Linked DNA regions of Mus musculus: all the other regions are linked to region 1. A link is a contact called in public HiChIP or PLAC-seq data. All regions are on one chromosome and are shown on one strand. Each heading gives the region's core, a stretch centred on a gene start, on an enhancer-like site or on the middle of the called end of the contact. The rest is flanking DNA. Distances are from core to core; before and after follow the strand shown.

Evidence for each region. HiChIP or PLAC-seq counts read pairs in DNA pulled down with a chosen protein or histone mark.
Region 2: an H3K27ac HiChIP or PLAC-seq map of regulatory T cells shows a contact between it and region 1, with 3 times the contacts expected there. The contact joins two enhancer-like sites. A contact is called at or near these places in 3 of 115 datasets of contacts at active chromatin or transcription factors (embryonic stem cells, pancreatic cancer cells and regulatory T cells).
Region 3: a contact with region 1 is called in an H3K4me3 HiChIP or PLAC-seq map of bone marrow-derived macrophages, with 5 times the contacts expected there. The contact joins two enhancer-like sites. A contact is called at or near these places in 1 of 15 datasets of contacts at CTCF or cohesin (large pre-B cells) and 4 of 115 datasets of contacts at active chromatin or transcription factors (bone marrow-derived macrophages, embryonic stem cells, microglia and 1 more).

What each region holds. Positions count from the first base shown.
Region 1 is chr16:92,643,437-92,646,136 of GRCm38.p6, reverse strand. Runx1 (runt related transcription factor 1) reads left to right here. Exons shown (of 8, transcript NM_001111021.2): 6 at 1,792-1,983. Among named protein-coding and RNA genes, the nearest start is that of Gm30224, 49 kb to the right of the region's middle. Within about 2 kb of position 1,271, at least 112 of the 459 cell types and tissues checked have an H3K27ac peak or open chromatin away from gene starts, as enhancers often do. A contact at or near this core is called in bone marrow-derived macrophages and regulatory T cells, where this site is marked.
Region 2 is chr16:92,926,979-92,929,678 of GRCm38.p6, reverse strand. No RefSeq gene overlaps it. Among named protein-coding and RNA genes, the nearest start is that of Gm41499, 29 kb to the left of the region's middle. Within about 2 kb of position 1,353, at least 64 of the 459 cell types and tissues checked have an H3K27ac peak or open chromatin away from gene starts, as enhancers often do. A contact at or near this core is called in regulatory T cells, where this site is marked.
Region 3 is chr16:93,030,437-93,033,136 of GRCm38.p6, reverse strand. No RefSeq gene overlaps it. Among named protein-coding and RNA genes, the nearest start is that of Gm41499, 75 kb to the right of the region's middle. Within about 2 kb of position 1,341, at least 65 of the 459 cell types and tissues checked have an H3K27ac peak or open chromatin away from gene starts, as enhancers often do. A contact at or near this core is called in bone marrow-derived macrophages, where this site is marked.

The DNA.
Region 1 (2,700 bases), core at 22-2,521:
CACCGAACTACATATACTAAGACTGAGCAAGGTAGAAGGCTCTAGAAAAAGAAGTTTTTGTACTTCTGCTGGTAAAAGGCTGGAGGGGGTGGCTCGGGAACTTGGCCTCTTTTGTCCATAGAGCTTTAAATACTCCGGCTACAAGAGGCCTCTCCCATGCGCCCCGGCCGAGCCTGCGTGACTCAGGGTGTTTGTGTTTGAGTCCAGTGTTGTGAGCTCTGAATGACAGTCCAGATTTGCCGTGGCGATACGTGGAAAGAGCGAGCGCTGCATGTGAACTACACAAATATTATGCTTAAGCTTTTTTTTTTCCTCCATTTGGAGCCAAACAGGTCTTGTCAGTGATAAAAATCGCTGCAATATAGTGGGCCCTTTTTCTGGCCTGGAATCTGAGACCGTGTCGGCAGTGCCAAGGAGGCCCGTAGCAGGAAGAAATAGCAAGCCGCGGGGATTTGAAACCATAACACAACTTCTACGACATAATTTTATAATTGTAGCAATCGGGAACTAGGTGGTGGGCGGGGTAGCCTTGTAACCACTCCTGTGCTGGAAGAATGGTCCAGGGTCCTCCGTGTAGCTCTGGGCTGGGCTGGGGTAGCAGCAACAGCATTTCTATGGGCAGAAGCCAACGGCTTCCCCTGTCTTGTTGTGAGGCTGTGTACAGGAGGATGATTGTGGCTCAGGCTGTGTAACCATTGACAGGAGAATGGCCCTGGCTCAGTCAACGGTTCTAGTCAAACAAACCTTGAGAACGAGGAGGAAACAACAAAGTCGGCCTCTTAAAAGGAGGAATGGATCTCTACTGTGACTGTGTGGGAGGCTGGGCTCCTCTACAATCTCTAGTCTGCATAATACTTTGAAGGGGATGGAGAGGGAAAAAAAAAAAAAAGCGGGAGGCCCAGCCCTCCTGACTGGCCCACGTGGATGCCCCTACTTGCTGTTTCCTGGTAACAGAGACACCTACCACCCTTACACGACAGCAAGCATCCCACCTTGCTTTTCATTCCGAGGGAAAATCAGCAGACCAGCTGGCCACTCCCTCTGAGCTCCCAAGGGCCTGGCCTACTAGAAATATTGGAACAGACCCACGCTGCACCTTTCTGCCTACTTCCTCCTAGGGATCCGCCCAGGGAGTGGGCTTCAGGGAAGTAAGGATGCTTCTGAGGAGCCTGTACGAAGGAGGAAGGGGCCTGGGTGTGTGAGGGCAGAGAGGGATGCCCTGTGCCTGCCTGCGTGTAACAGGAAATCTCACTCCTCGGCTGTGGGTTTGCAGCTGCACCCAATTTCCTGTTGAAGGGACACGCTGCTACGTTCCAGGGCCCACTCTGGCACCTCTCAGACCTGCTGCTCAGGTTTTCAGGAAGGCAGGGCATTCTTGACCCCGGGAGGGCACCTTTCTTGGCTGCCACAGTTCTGTTCCCAGCCTGAGGCCCACAGCCAACAAGCAACGGGCTTCTTACCCGGGGCCACCATCAGCAGTTCCGCTCACTAGTGTCTGCCCACCCGAGGGGATGTGCGGAGAGCTGTGGGCACCGAGTCCCAGACTGAGGCAACAGCCAGGGACCAGTGGGCTGAAGGAACCTCAGCGGGCTATCAGAAGGATAGCCCTGGTTCCCACAGGCAGCCAGCCCAAGGGGCAATGTCCAACAAGCTCACCTTGGGGGTGAAGGGAGAGGGAGGGGAAAGATAAGAAAAGTCCCCTCCACAACACGTTTTCTGATCTCTTCCCTCCCTCCTTCCCTGCCTCCCTCTCCTCCTCCTCCTCCCTTCCCCTCCCGGTCCCTACACTAGGACATCGGCAGAAACTAGATGATCAGACCAAGCCCGGGAGTTTGTCCTTTTCCGAGCGGCTCAGTGAATTGGAGCAGCTGCGGCGCACGGCCATGAGGGTCAGCCCGCACCACCCAGCCCCCACGCCCAACCCTCGGGCCTCCTTGAACCACTCCACTGCCTTTAACCCTCAGCCTCAAAGTCAGATGCAGGGTAAGTACCCCACGGAGCCCACTACCCTCTGTCTTTGCTGGAGTCCCAGGCGCAGAAAGCACCGGGGCTGCCAGGCCTTTCTGGGTGCTCTAAGGGAACTGTTGAAACCCCGCAGCATCAGCTGGGAGCTTAATGAGGAGAACGCTGTTCCATCTGCAGAGTATCTCTACTCTGAGAAGTGTGGCTGCTGAGCATGGGAGGGAATCGTGGCTGTGGAAGCCATATGTGTACATGGCTACACGCGTGTATCTCTCTTGGTACCCTTGCAGTTATCGGTTCCAGGTATCAAACTCCACAGGAGTTCAATATGTCCTAGTACTTGCCTAGGCCTGTGGACATCATCCTGGAGACTGTAATCCGTTCTGCGGCTAGCATCTAACACGCTATTCATGCTATGTTGACAATCACCAAGTTATATTACGTAGGGAATCCTGACGAAAATACATTTCAATATGTGTACATTTAAAAAGCTGTATTATCAACCCACCTTCGGTTTAATCTTTAGCTATAGAGCCTTCAGATACAAATAGCCTCCTGTATAGAAGCTGACGAGAGGTTTTTGTAAGACTTGTTTTCTACTATGTTGTTTTCTTATCTACCCATTAGTCTTGAAGCCACGATACACACAGTTGCTTGCATGTATGTATGTATGTATGTATGTGTTGTGTATACATGTATAAACACACATACACATACAAATCCAGCAAGGGGTTTTTA
Region 2 (2,700 bases), core at 104-2,603, 280 kb before region 1:
CTCTAGATCCTTGCTGACACTCTAGAGCAGTATCACAATGGCAGAAATCCTAACTAAGATTCCTTGGTGTGTACCATATACGGCTGTGGAGCTTCTAGTAGGAAGCAAATACCCAGACACTAAGTGCTTGAATCTGCCTAGAGTAACCACCTTCAGCCCAGGAAACTAATCAAGGCTGGAACACATGTGAACTGGCAAGCCCTAGGTTTGAAGGATAAGTGGGAAAGAGTGTCATCCTAGAGTCTGTTGGGGGAAGAATGGATAAAAGAAAGAGTGAGTGAAAGGCAGGTCTGGACCAGATGACCTGGTTTCCTGAGGAACCAGTGAGGTAGGGGGAGGACCAATCATTGTTTGAGTTATTGATGCAAATGGGACACCCAATGCAGTGGTGTTTGGAGGGTGGGAAGGAAGGTGCATTTGGAGTCTCCCTGTGCAAGACAAGAGATAGTGTATTCACTGGGGAGATAACTCTCTTTGTAGAGAGAAGGCTTGAGTCTCAGTGTCCTTACAGAGAGGTAAGGCTTCTCTTACCCAAGAGAGTCATCCCTTCATGTGCAGCAGACATAGCTCCCAGCAGCTAGAAACACCTGCATCCTTTGGTTCCTCCAAATCTCTGTTCATTCCAAGGCCAGGCTACAGAACGAGCTTCCTAATGAAAGAGGAGGAGGATGGAGTTCATGGACACTCTGGTTGGATCTTCACCTTCGATTCTGTGTGGCAACCTGGCTTCAGGGTGGCATTCCATGGTGCCCACTTGTGCCGTGGCTTGATGCTGCACGAACCAGCTAGAAAAACCTGGCAAGCATGGGTCTCAAGTGGTGAATAATTTCGAGATCTGACATCTCTGAGCACGGGTTCTCCCTTTAGCCTTCTGAGGCCCGCACTGCTTGAGGAACATCACAGCAGAGAGGCAGAGGTTGAGAGGAGTGTGGGAAGGAAGACGCCCTCCTCTGACTATCTGACTATACTTCTCATACCACCCCAAGATGGACCCTGCACACCCCAGGCTGCAGCAAGCCATCAACATGACAGGGATTCAGGGGCCTGACTTGGTCTTCCCACGTGTGCTCAAGCTGTTTCCCCTGCCTGGGGAGTGAGGAGGGGGGGTGCGGGGGGGGGGGGGGACTGGAGACTTTCACACCTCCTTCCTCTGTCGCTCCGATACCTTCCACATGTGGGACACAAGGGAGGCCAAAACCTTTTCCTTCTTTGACTGGGCTGATTGATTTCACATGCCCACTCCATGTGTGTCTGGGCTGCCGGAGGATCTGACACGCCCATCACCCATCTGCTCACGCTTAGAGAGGGCAGAGACCTGGAAGCCACACATGGCAGAGGTCTGCCTCTCCACTCCCTGGCAGGAAATACCCTATACTGCAAGCTTTCTTCTAGTTGAGCATATAACCGTGAAGTGGGGCCTCTGCCTAAAGAGCTTCATATAATGCTGGGCAGGTTGTGTAAGCCCATTAAGCCTCACTTTCCTTAGCTGTGCAATGGGGCTAATGCCAAGATGTGTATACAAATGGATCGGGATGATTCTGGTAACTGCCTCAGGCATCAGGCTTCACACTGGCTAGCCATCCGTTTCTCCACAGAGAATTCTGTCTGCCATTGTATTCTTCTCCCACATCTGCTCCTAGATATGCACCCACTGAATTCCTTACTGCACACCTAGAGAGGAAGACAGACAAGGAGAGGGGGCCACAGGGTCCCTGTGTTCATTTGTCTGAGACCAACCTGCACGGTTTCCAGTAGCTCTCCCTCCACCACCACCACCACACTGCTTCCTGTCAGATGTCTGCTGCATGTTGCCTTCCCCCACCACCCAGGCAGCCCCATCCTGAGTTGATTTAGGGAAGGTCTTTCATGTGGCCCCCTGGATCTCTAAACCCTTCCTGGAGCAGATTTATTCATCTCTGTTCCCGTGCCTCTTTTAACTTGGTGCTTGATTTTGATTTGTTTCCTGGATTTCCCAGCTGAGCCCAGAGATGGGGATGAAAACTTCCATTGGTGGCAGCCACGAATGTCATAAAGGAGTCAGCCGCAGCATGTTTATGGAGGACAGCTGGTCCCCAAAGCAGGGAGAATGGGGTGCAGAGTGGAACATTCACCTGGCACGGAGTTGTACTACTGTATGTGTAGCGCTCTCTCTCTCTCTCTCTCTCTCTCTCTCTCTCTCTCTCTCCCTCTCCCTTTCCTTTTGCTGATTATTAGAAGGACTCATAGCCCTGATAATTTGGAAGACTGCCTATTATTGTGATGCATTACTCCACTTGCTTATTTGCCGTAATAGATGAAGTATCTATCAAACTAATCATAAACGTGGCAATAAGCAAGTGAACCTTGCCTTTCCCTTCCCTGGCCGCTCACTATGTCAATTTTTTGACAGGGCCGTTGTTTTTAATCTCAACTTCTAGTTATTGGCCCAGAAGTGACATTGCACATTTTTCAAGTTAACTGCACAGAAGGAATTAGTAAGGCCTATATAAACCACTGTGTGCTGCACACAGTAGCCCATCTACCTATAACAGTTGGGAAGCACTGATGAGATAGAAAACAGCTTCCAGAAGGGTCTCTGTGGTTCAGAGCTTCACAACCCCGCCCCACATCCACAAGTGTATGCGAGTGACGGTCTAGACAGTATGACTTTGCAAACCGTGTGGTCTCTGGCAAGTATTCTACTCTGATCTCACAATCCGA
Region 3 (2,700 bases), core at 92-2,591, 390 kb before region 1:
TATGGACGTTACAGATTTGGAATACAGACCTGACAGGGCAGTTGCAGCCCTTGCTGGTGGTGATCTGAGCATGGGTGACCAAAGGGACATGTTTCTGACGGGTAGAAGATGAAGAGAAGATGGAGGTTGGCACTGTGCTTGCTGTGGCCATTTAAAATCTGAGAATGTGTGCTCTGCCTGGCAGAGGTACTATAGGGTTAGTGTAGTTCCATGGGGAACCAGAAACCATCAAGGTGTTTGTTCACCCTTGAGAAAGGCATCCTTACCCAGGGGCATGTGGAAGATGGGATAGAGGGAAGGAAGCCATGAACTGAGGAGAGTCAGTGTGGTCAGTCTCCTGCGAAGGCATGGCCCTTGTCACCTAACAGGGAACCGAGACATACCTCCCCAGTTCCTCTTGCTCTGAAAGCATCCTTGTAAGATCTCCTTATCTCTCTGGGAGTAGCTCCACCTGTCCATCTCTCTAAAAGCAGTATGGGTTTCTCCTCCTAAGAATAAAAAAGACTAACTCGAAAATAGATTGCCTTTGTTGGCATATGCTAATGCTCTGAGAAGTGGCCATGTTCTGGTAGAGGGCAGGCACTATTCATTTCAGTCAATGGGATGCTGGATCAAAAGGAAAAGCAGGCCCTAGGCTAAAACAGAAGCAGAGGCCAGGTCTGGCATTGAACTTGTGAGTATGCTCAGACTCAGTGCACAGCCATTACCTGGGGACATAGTGCAGCAGAGCCACCTGCCCTTCCCTGTGCCATGACTGTCCTGTCCATCAGCCAGTGAAGAGGCCCCTCCATTTCTTCTCAGGGACAAGAGAAGGACTTCACTGGAAAACCTGCCCAGCACCCTCTACAGCATTTTATGTAGATTATGCAAATAATGCACATTTCTTGCTGTGGCCATCCAGGCACTATTACCTAATGCTCTCCTGGTCTCATTCACTGCTGACATAAAGATCTCTAAGTGTTGTTTCCATGGAGACAGCAGAATGGAGGACAATCCTGCCCACAGGTTAGAATCAGAGAGAAATGTTCCAAGAGGAAACTCCCTAAAATGTGTTCCTTCTTTTAAAAGCCCAACGCTGGTGGCATGGACTTACATTCCTCTTGGTGATTTTTGTAGTGGTTGGTTCTGTTTTACAAAGTGTCTAACCTACTTTGATGAAACTTTAGACCTCCAGACAGATTTATGGATCAATTTTCTTGCCTGCAACACGCACTTTGCAGGAGCCCTTTTCTAAGTATTTTGAATTCCAAGAAAACGAAAACAAGAAAAGTAGATGCGTCAAGACTTCCTCTTTTTCCAGAACACATCACCCCTCCTGTGTCACAGCTACTTACTTCTCTTCCTCTTTCCCCAAGTGTGTGATCAGTTCTCCATCAACACCCTTCCTCCACAGCCTGAAGCCTGGAATCAGCTACATGGGGCCGCCATATTAAAATTCCATGGACGTCTCATGGGAGGGTTAGAGAGTTCTCCCAAAATTCTGACATTCTGGCATGAGCCAGGCCACATGGATTGGACCACTCCTGATATCTTCTGGGGTTGCGGTAATTGAAAATTCTTGGCACCCCTCCTCAAGTGGCTGCATTGCCCAGTCTCTGGGTTGTACTGTGGCCTTCTACCTGTGTGTCTGTGCACATATTTAGATTAGGGACCATCTTTTGTGTGTGTGTGTGTGTACATGTATGTATATGTGTGTGCATGTGTGTATATGTGTGCATGTGTGTGCATGTATATGTGTATGTATTGTGTATATGTGTGTGCATGTCTGTACATGTGTATGTGTGCATGAGTGTGTCCATATGTGTAGAGTTGTATTATGCAGTTGTGTGTGTGCATATGTGTGTGCATGTGTATTTGTGTGTGCATGCATTTGTGCATGTGTGTGCATGTGTGTGTACACGTGTATGTGTGCATGTGTATGTCATATGCACACATAACAGGTGTGCATATGTGTGTGCAGTTGTATGTATGGATATGCGTGCATATGTTTGTGCATGTGTATTTTGTGTGTGCATGCATTTGTGCATGTGCGTGCATTTGTGCGTGTGTGTACGTGTATGCATGTGTGTGTGTTGCAAACGTTTAGAAGTAAAATTAGAGCATGTTTCTTTTGGAATTGGAGCTCAGTTTCAAACTAAACCTAAGCCAGGCACTTGTCATACGTTGGATCGCTTCTTCCTAAAACAGTTATGCTGAAAGCTTCCAGCCCCACCTGTGCGTGTATGCATGTGTGTGCATTTGTGTGTGTGAGTGTATGTATGTGTGTATGTGTGTATACATGTATGTGTGCATGCTTGTGAAGGCCAGATGTTGCTATCTGGTGCTTCTCTCTCTTACTCTACATCCTATATTTTAAGGCAGGGCCTTTTGCTGGGTCAGGAACTCAGCATTTTGGAAAGAATTTCTGGCCACAGGAATCCTCCTATCTCTGCTAGGATTGCAGGTAGTTGTGGCCTTGGCCTCCTTTTTCTAGGGATGTTGAGGTTCTGAACTCAAGTCTGTAGTGCACATCTTACTCACTGAATCATCTCCCCAGCTCCTAAGGGTCCATTTTGAAGACAATTTGCTTATATTTATGAAAACCCTCTTTCCAAATACAGAAACATTTAACAGGTGGGGCTGGAAGCTTTCAGCATAACTGTTTTAGGAAGAAGCAATCCAACGTATGACAAGTGCCTGGCTTAGGTTTAGTTTGAAACT